Regions from separate parts of the Macaca mulatta genome. Here region 1 is linked to region 2. Evidence: chromatin contacts called from public Hi-C data. All regions are on one chromosome and are shown on one strand. Each heading gives the region's core, a stretch centred on a gene start, on an enhancer-like site or on the middle of the called end of the contact. The rest is flanking DNA. Distances are from core to core; before and after follow the strand shown.

Region 1 (4,983 bases), core at 1,821-4,320, 51 kb before region 2:
ACTCAAATTCAATAATATTAAAAATACACTTGGTGGCTAAGTGATACGATTCATACTAGAATTGCAGATCTTCACTCAAAAATACCACTGTAGTCACACTTTTGAAATAATACACAGTGGCTTAAACTAAAACCTGACTCCAATATAAAAGTTCAAGAAAATATTCTGGAAAAGCTAACTTTACTTAACTAAAGCTAACTTTGTAACTGTTAAATATTAACGTAACTTATCAACTATATGAAATAAACCTGCAACGGTAGCCAGCACCCAGAAAATGCCATATACAAATGGTCATCTTTTCCTTCAACATACAAAAATGTAATATTGTTTTGTTCCCTCCAAAGTACAGATTTGGGGAAAGGGACTGCAGCTAAGTGTCCACTCCCCAAAGTCTTCCTATTCCTTCCTAACTCCATGACAGCTCCTCAATACAGCTTTCCTCCTCAGAAGCAACTGGAACAATGCAGCTAACATTATTTGGCCCCAACGGCATTTAGGCATTTACTGTGTATTTTGGCTGACATCTTTAGAAGCCTAAGGCCTAAATAGTTAACTGAGGAACATCTAAAACAGAGGTGTCCAATCCTTTGGCTTCCCTGGGCCACAGTGGAAGAATTGTGTTGGGCCACACATAAAGTACACTAACATTAACAGTAACTAATGAGCTTAAAAAAACTTGCAAAAGAAATGTTTTAAGAAAGTTTAGGGATTTGTGTTAGGTGGCATTCAAAGCTGTCCTGGGCTGCAGGTTGGACAAGACTAACCAACCTGTTCCTCGGATAGGTACACCAACTAAGGCCCCAACTGGTTAAGATTAGGGCAATGTCAATGTGTTAGGGGTTAAACGAATAGTCCAAGATTCCTCTCAATTCTTAAATGCCCCCTCATTTTACCTTGAAGCACATCTTTTGTCTTTATTTATTTATTTAGATACTAGGTCTCACTATGTTGCCCAGACTGGTTTCGAACTCCTGAGCTCAAATGATCCTCTTGCTTTGGCCTCCCAAAATGCAAGGATTATAGGTGTGAGTCACCATGCATAGCATCTTTTGTCTTATTAAAAATTTAGAATGTAAGGCAAACACTGATCATACTAGGCTACCAAATTGCTATTGAAGGCTTTTTTCTTTTTGAGACGGAGTCTTGCCCTGTCGCACAGGCTGGAATGCAGTGGCGGGATCTCGGCTCCCTGCAACCTCCGCCTCCAGGGTTCAAATGATTCTCCTGCCTCAGCCTCCCCAGTAGCTGGGATTACAGGCGGATGCCAGCACACCCGGCTAATTTTTCTATCTTTAGTAGAGACAGGGTTTCACCATGTTGGTCAGGCTGGTCTTGAACTCCTGACCTTGTGATCCGCCCACTTCGGCCTCCCAAAGTGTTGGGATTACAGGCGTGAGCCACAGCGCCCGGCGTATTGAAGACAATTTTTAATACTCGAAACTATCACATAAAATAAACATCATAGCATTGGTCATATAAAATAAGCAACTTTATATTAGTCATTTCCCTTTAAGAAACAGATTAGAACCAAAGCAGTTAATTATCTTGGACATGACATAAATTCTACCTAATAGGAGACTTTTAATACTCCAGAATTACTCCTTTTCCCTCCACTGCACACTATAGAAAAAATAGTTCCACCGCAGCCCCCATTTACCTTTCCTTTAGAACCCGATCCAACAGCGACTACTGTTGCTTGCAATACTTTTCCTTGAGATTTTTCTGGAAGCATAATGCCTCCTTTGGTTACAGTTTCAGCAGCACTCCTTTCAACCAATACTCGGTCAAAGAGTGGAAGAAACTTTCTAAACGCTTGTCCTGCCTGTAGGAAGAGAAATGTTTTGAAACAAAAACTAAATGTAATCATATTATCAACAGGCAACGCCACCGTGTTGTATACATCTCAACACGTTTTGGCTTCGAAAGTTAACACCAAACCTCAGCTTATTCGTTAAGGAAACGCATTTGAATGTACTAACCAATATTCCAAGTTTAATTCCCGATTCCTTACATCTGTTAAGGGTCGTTGTCGCTCCTCTGGTGAGCAACCAGACCAGCTTTAAGGTCAACCTTAGTTTATTCCAAGGTCAAATGTTTTCCTTCTTCAGGGTTTTTCAGAAATTTTCAAGAAACGCTGGGTCAATCTCCCTGCCTGGCACCATGCTTTTTACCCAAGATATTACACATCCACAAAGGCCCTGCAGAGCAGGTGGGACGCTGCGCTTGCATCCGGGTTCCCGCCACCTGCCTTACACACCCGCAGCACACGCGCGTGCAAAGAGCCCCCGGAGAAGAAAAGGGTCGGGCAGGCCTTGCCGCTCCAAGGTGCCGGCGGGCGCTGGTCACTGAGTGGCCACCAATCCCTCCCGCCTAGCCCAACAAAAGAGGGGCGTCAGTGATCCCCGTACGCCTCAGACAGGCCCGGGCTTGCGGGCTTCGGTGCCACGCGGGACTCACCATGACTCCCTCCGCCTCAGACTCGTACTCTGCTCTAGTGTAGCGCCGCAAGGAGAGACTCGCGGCGCAGCCCTGGCGACACGTGAAAAAACCGCCCAGCGCGCAGGCGCGCTCGCCCCAACCCCCGCCGCTAGCCCCCTCGCCCCTCCCCGCGAGAAAGGGCGGTCGCCCCGACGCGCGCCGCGATTCGCCCCAAGGGCCCTGCGCAGGCCGCTGACGCGAAGACTCGGAGGCGGAAGAAAAGAGGAGCTGTTTCTAGGCTTTTCTAGGCGCCCAGCCGAGGTGAAAGAACTACCCCTTCGTCCCCTCCCGGAAATGACGCGATTTTACCCTTGACCCGTAGGGAGCGCGGCACTTTCCGGAAAGTTCTGGAACTGAGCACGGCCCGGGAACTAGCCTAAGCCGGCGGGAGAGGGCTGAGCGCGCTAGCACACCCTGCGCGGGTAGGGAGGGGCGGGGCTCGCGCGCAGGGTGTGCAGATTGCAGGGGCCCGGCTGACGGGAAGGGGGTGGGAGCTGCCTGCACACGTGGTGCCCCGGGGCGGGGGGAGAGGCGGAGGGAGGGGACACGGGCTCATTGCCGTGTGCGCCCTGCACTCTGTCCCTCACTCGCCGCCGACGACTTGTCTCGCCGCGCGCACGCCCCGCCGCCGCCCCGCAGGTATGCGGCCTTCCCACGCCGCCTTCCCCGGCGCCTGCGACCCCCAAGTGGGCCTTCCTCCTCTGCGGTCCTGCTGGAGGATGCGGGCGACGACAACCTGGAGTTCTGCACCGCACCGCAGGCCCAGGCCCACGGGTCCAGGCCTCCCGGGTCCATGCGGGTTCCATCACGTGCGACGCGGATCCTGGACCTCGGCTGGGCGCAGGAGGGACAACTCACGGGGATTGAATTTGGGGGATTGTAGCCACTTAGGCCCGCTGGTGCAACCCGCGCCTGGTCGACTTCGGGGAACCGGGGAGGGTGTTGTACGCGAGGGAACCGCTTTTTTCCCCCGCAGCTAGCTGGGATACCGCGCCTTCACTCTTGACCTTGCTAGGGGCGTTCGGAAAGAAGGACACGTGGGCCCGCGCCGAGTGGGCCGGGCCGCCGCCCCCAGCATCGCGGCCTTGCTGGCTGCTCTGATACAGTAGCCTTGGGTGGATCCATGGAGATACTTTGCTGAGCTGCTTTTTGCACCGCCAGGAATACTTTCAGCTTCCCTGGTCACTGGGATTTGTAACTTGCCTCTCTCCGGCTGACTTGGTTTCTCAGGGGCCACAGTTGGAGTGGGTCTGCCCACAAGGCCGTTTTCGCGGTGAAAGATTAACTCGTTTTTGGCGGCAGGGATAGGTGGCCGTGGGGAAGGAGCTGCATGTGCTTTGTGCTAGTGCTATAGGTCAGGCGCCGGGGCGGCTCTTTAGCTTGCGGTAGTGGCTGATGTTCCGAAGCTGCGGCGCCTTCCGTCATTCAGGTGTAGTGGCTGGCAGAGGTCAGCCAGGCTCACCATCTCACGTTGCTTGCTCTGTTGCACAGGTTCGCATGTTTGTGCTGCAGCGCAGCATAGGTGGTAGTACTGATTATCTATTTGCTTCCATCCCCAGAAATGCTTCGGTTACCCACAGTCTTTCGCCAGATGAGACCGGTGTCCAGAGTACTGGCTCCTCATCTCACTCGGGCTTATGCCAAAGATGTAAAATTTGGTGCGGATGCCCGAGCCTTAATGCTTCAAGGTGTGGACCTTTTAGCCGATGCTGTGGCCGTTACAATGGGGCCAAAGGTATCAGTAAATTTATTTTATTATAATTATGGTAGTATTAATAGCATTTTGCTCACAAATAGTCGCACTGAACTGTTGAACAGTACTTTCGTATCCATTTTTGAGAACTCAGTTTACATGTAAGAATTCTGAAGTATTGGTTAACTTTTTTTTTCTTAGACATGATCTTAAAGCTTAAACTGCTTCAGCCAGATTTTCGAAACTAGTTTGTTCAATGTGTGATGTAATCGGGTAGTAACATAGCTCAAGATGGATTCTTAAACTCGAGGTAGAATTTTGCTTGCCTAAGTTAAAATTTGGATCCTTTCTGAGTAGTTCATGCCAAGTGTAGAGAGAAGAGTTTAACTTATCTTCCATAATCCCTCAGGTATGTGCTTGTAGGTGCTAAATTTTTTTTTTTTTTTGGTTTATTGTAAAATGTACACAACATAAAATTACCATTAAGTGTGCACTTTGGGGACATGGGGACATTAATTACATTTATGTTGTGCAGTCACCACCACCATCCATCTCCAAAACTTTTTATATGGGAAAATTGTAATTTTGTACTCATTATACAGTAGCTTCCCATTCTCTCCTCCACCTCAAGATGCTAGTTTTACCTATCGGTTTTCTGCTGTTCTCTTGTTCCGAAGCATATTTAAAATAAGTCTCATTTAATAGGGGTAATATTTTGAGGGGGGCTTTGAAGGTGGTGTGCGGTCAAGTGGTACTTCATTTCAGTTTGAAGACAGTTCAGATATCAAGTGATCCAAACAACTGCATAAAAC
Region 2 (4,755 bases), core at 674-3,173:
TTTTTTCTTTTTTTTTTTGGTAGAGACAAGGTTTTGCCATGTTGTCCAGGCTGCCTTCATGAGCTCAGGCAATCCTCCCGCCTCAGCCTCCCAAAGTGTTGGAATTACAGGCGTGAGCCACTGCGCCCAGTCCCATTCATCTGTTGTTGGACACCTACGTTGATTCTGTATCTTGGCTATTGTGAATAGTGCTGAAACCTTTACTTGAAAAGACGAGATCTTTGCTTCTAAAGAGGTGAACTGGGTATCTGGTTGACTTTTTACTATATATAAAGGTTCATGTGTTTAGTGGAAGTCAATACATGAACCTTTCTACCAGGTTTATGTATTGCCTCCCAGCCTACCCAAAAAAATACCCTTACACAATCTGATTACAATCCTAAGGAAAACACCTGTGTTTAAAGCAAACTGACAGGACATTTTCTGATCAATTTGCATGCTATAGTTACAGTGCCCTGGACAGCACATCTATTCTCATGCACTTCCAGGAATACTATGTCTTAAACTACGATATGAGGAGACACACATTCATATATACAGTTAAGCCATGAAATGAATACTGGACCACTGGACCACATGGAAAACAGCTTTTTTTGTCACTCCTCTTCCAGTACTACTCTCTCAAATACCTAAGTATAATAAAGGTCAGAATCTGATGACTAACGCTGGAAATGAACTCAAACTGCCGCCCTCATTATCATAAACAGTATTTATCTTGGAACTGAAGCCTCAATTTGATCACTAAAGCAACTGTATTTTTCTCAAAAGCAAGTGCTGTTTATTTGCAAGACATTTTATAAGAGTAATACAAACAGATCTGAAGTATGACGGGGTTATTCTGCTTGAAACTACTTTTTGAAGTTACTCTCTAAAGCAGGAGTAATTTTATGATTTTGCCTCATCCAACATTTGTCTAAAGGGATTTGGATTTGGTAAGGTTGTTGGTGTTTTTAAATATTCTTAATTGAATCTTTTTTAAAAAAAATTATTTCCTCGTTTCCCGTAGGGCTGGATCTTAATTTAATCTAAATGTCCTGGGGCTCAACCAGATTTGTGTTTTCTCTCCCCACGTCGTACTTTGTACACCTGAATTCATTTAAAACACACTAACTTTAATTTTCAAGAACATTACAATGTTATTAATAAAAAGAAACTATGTCGTACAAGTATGGTATCCATGTTCCGACCTCCATCTCCACCCTCACCTACCAAAAATTGAACCAACCAGGAAAATCGAAAGCAGACTACGGTTCAAGGTTACAGGACCTGTAAGTTACAGCAGAGTGAAAAAATCCAGGTCCCTTATGTTAGCTACATTTAGTTTTGTAAACACTAAATGGTGAGAACAAAGCACTCTTCCAGAAATTGGGAAAACGCATCTGACCATCTGGCAGGTAGAAGGAATCGGAGAAGGCAGCTCACCGCCAAACCACAAACTCCCATACAACCAGCAGCCGGCAACCCTTCCGCGCAAAGCTAACACTTTCCAACAGCAGCAGCAACAGGCCATAGGGGAGGAGACCGGAAGAGCCCCAAGGCACCAATGGCCAAATTGCTTCCAAAGTCGCTTTGCCGATGATTTCACCGCCTCTCAAGAGGGAAACGAGGCACGAACACAGCCTTGGGCCCAGGGGGATGCGCGCCGCTCTTGAGTCCCTCAGATGCCAAACGCAAAAGAGCTTTCTCCTCTAAAGGCACGGAAATGCACCGAGTCCGGCTCTGCCTCACCCCCAAATCCTTCCGGTCCTCCAACTCGGCAGCCAAAATGGAAAACTACTCTCGTCGCAGCGCCCCCGCTGTTGATTACCTGCCATTCCGCACGGGCGCAAGCGCCCGTGCGGGGGCGCAGGCCGCTGTCGCCGACTTCGGAAGGCATCCCGAGAACACCCTTCTCAAGGCTGTGTGACCAGTCCGAGCTGCCATGATAGACTCTCCGAAGCCGGTCGTCACCTCCCAGACTAGCCTTGCAGCACCGCCCTTCTCTGGTCGGGCCGGCAGCCCGGCTCCGGTCCCTCCCAGCCAATCGGCTGGTCCCCTGCCGCAGCCTGACACGCCCCTTCTTCCCTTCCGGGTTGCACGTCGCTGACACACGCTCACTCTACCTACGTAGAGCTGACTGTAAACGGTCCCGTCAGCCTGTCGGCCAATCGGAGGAGATACAAGCCCGCCAGGACACACCTCTCTCTCCGGACTGACCAATCGCTTTTCCCGCGCGCTCGCGCAATTTGCGTAATACTCAGTGACTCCTCAGTCCACGCCCCGCGCAGGAATTTTCCTGGAGTAACCAACCGCCGTGGTTCTCCTGGGGTCCGCTTCCGGTCGGGAGGCCAGTGACTTGAGCCCCGCCGGGGGGCTGCGGGAAGCCCCAGGGTTAGGGTGTTAATTATGTAACTGTCCAAACCCATGAGCGCGGAGCGAAACAGGCGATCGCTCCTGGCTGCGAAGCCTGGCCGTTCCCGTCCTGCTTGTTAATGATTGTGTAATACAATGCCTGCTTTGCCTACCTCACGGGGTAATTATGAGGGTAACATAAGGTCCTGTCATTAGGAAACAGCCTGTTATCCAGCATCAGTTCCATCTGCCTTCTTCCTGCGTGGCCCAAATTTTAGTTGGTGTTCTTGTATGGCTTGGGTTTCCCTTCCATACTAATCAGACGACTTCGCTTTCATTTACTTGTTTCGGTGATAGTCATCAAGTCCAGACTTCTTGTTCTCTCAGTTTGTTCTCAGGTCTTAAGGTTTGTACGCCGATAGTTTTCCTGCAAACTGTAAAGTGAGGATAGCAATACTACCTATTTAATATAGTTTGGGAACAGTAAATTAGATTGTTGATTAAATGTAGTCAGATATTTGTGTGGCACCTAGTAGATACTGGAGAAGTGAGCAAAAGTCTTCACTGTCACAGAGCTTATATCCCAGTGGGGGAAAGAAACCAATTAGTTTATAGTACAATGGCAGCTTGTTATATGTCCTGGAGACTAAACAGTAAACCAGGGTAAGGAGATGAAAAGGGAGGAATATGGTAGGGTGCTGTTTTATATAGGGTAGTTAAGAGGGGCTCTGAGAGGATGACACTGAACAAAAGCCTAAAATGAAGTGAGGAAGTGAACTGATTACTTGGGAGAAAATGACTTTCAGGTGTGTGGAACAGCAAGCGCAGAGGCCCCAGGCAGGAACAATCTTGGCATGCTTTAGGAAGAGCAAGGAGTTTGGAGCACAGTGAGAGGAGGAAAGTGGTAGGAAATAAGGTCAGAGAGGTAGGTAGAGCTTTATCCTAGTGCCACGGAAGCCATAGTGTGCTACCAATTTTTTATTGTATTCTAAGTTCGAAGGAAAGCCATTAGAGTTTGAGAGCAGAAGAGTCACTTGATCTGATTTACATTTAAAGCAATATTCCAGCTGTTGTGTCTATGATTATTTTCTCCTCTTGCTTGGTTCATTGCAGTCACCCTTTACTAGATACTTTGTGGAGTAAATTGAAATCATCAGCTACAAGGTTTGTCAAACATTTTGCAGTACAACACATGATGTACTTGTAGATTGAGGTGGTTCTGTAGCTGCATGGACAATTCTGTATCAATTACTTTCAAATACACAATCCTTGCTCTTCTTTAAATCTTAAATATTTCCAGTATTCAAGTAAGGTCTTCTTTAAAGTACATTTTCAGGCCAGGGACAGTAGCTCATGCCTGAAATTCCAACACTTTGGGATGCTGAGGCAGAAGGGTCGCTTGAGGCCAGGAATTTGAGACCAGCCTTGGCAACGTGGCGAGACCCCATCTCTACAAAAAAAATTAAACAATTAGCTGAATGTGGTGGCACACGCCTGTAGTCCCAGCTACTGGGGAGGCTGAGGCAAGATGATCACCTGAGCCCAGAAGTTTGAGATTGCAATGAGCTGTGATCATTCCACTGCATTCCAGCCTGGGTGACAGAGCGAGACCCTGACTCAAACCAAAAAGAAAAGAACATGTTAAATGACACCAAGGGGATACTATCTGCCAATTCCAGAATATGGGAAATTCTATAGGACAAGTCACCCAGTTTATTCAGTGAGAAAATATTAAGTAAAAAAGGAAGGGGAGGGGGAGACAGTTGTAGATTTAAAGGATGTAAAAGGCTTTATTTTGATTTTGTTTTGCGCAAACTAAATATAAAAATATATATATGAGACTAAGAAATTTGAAAGCTGGATACTAGATGATTTTAAGAAATTATTGGCCGGCTGCGGTGGCTCACGCCTGTAATCCCAGTACTTTGGGAGGCCGAGGTGGGTGGATCAAGAGGTCAGGAGTTTGAGACCAGCCTGACCAACATGAAGAAACCCTCGTCTCTACTAAAAATACAAAAATTAGCTGGGCGTGGTGGCACATGCGCATAATCCCAGGTACTCAGGAGGCTGAGGCAGGAGAATCTCTTGAACCCGGGAGGTGGAGGTTGAGGTGAGCCGATATTGCGCCATTGCACTCCAGTTTGGGCAACGAGCAAAACTCCGTCTCAAAAAAAAAAAAAAGCCTTGATTACATTGTTAGTAAGGACTGTGTTACGATTATAAACACGTTTACTGATTGATGTCAAATTCACTGTAATTGTAGAACTAATTTTTTTAGTGGGCATTTTGCCCTACTGTCTATATGATGACATCTTTTTTGAGCAGCTAAATTTTAAATTGTATATACTTTATTTTGTGAATACTTCTTGAATGTGCTAAAGGTTGAGCTCTATGGTAGAGAGGGTTTTCTGGCTGGGCAACAGT

Evidence for each region. A called contact is a pair of places that touch in the nucleus more often than the background predicts.
Region 1: a contact with region 2 is called in a Hi-C map of liver, with 2.0 times the contacts expected there. The contact joins the promoter of HSPD1 here to the promoter of COQ10B in region 2. A contact is called at or near these places in 2 of 14 Hi-C or Micro-C datasets (fetal cortex germinal zone and liver).

Annotation. Positions count from the first base shown.
Region 1 is chr12:102,442,615-102,447,597 of T2T-MMU8v2.0, reverse strand. HSPD1 (heat shock protein family D (Hsp60) member 1) reads left to right here and starts at 3,070. Exons shown (of 12, transcript NM_001195516.1): 1 at 3,070-3,117; 2 at 4,038-4,213. The coding sequence starts at 4,040. It overlaps HSPE1 (heat shock protein family E (Hsp10) member 1), which reads right to left and starts at 2,467. Exons shown (of 4, transcript NM_001195788.1): 1 at 2,458-2,467; 2 at 1,658-1,822. The coding sequence starts at 2,460.
Region 2 is chr12:102,390,575-102,395,329 of T2T-MMU8v2.0, reverse strand. COQ10B (coenzyme Q10B) reads right to left here and starts at 1,923. Exons shown (of 5, transcript NM_001195786.1): 1 at 1,808-1,923. The coding sequence starts at 1,923. LOC144333444 (a long non-coding RNA gene) reads right to left here. Exons shown (of 3, transcript XR_013402097.1): 2 at 3,868-3,943; 3 at 3,295-3,781.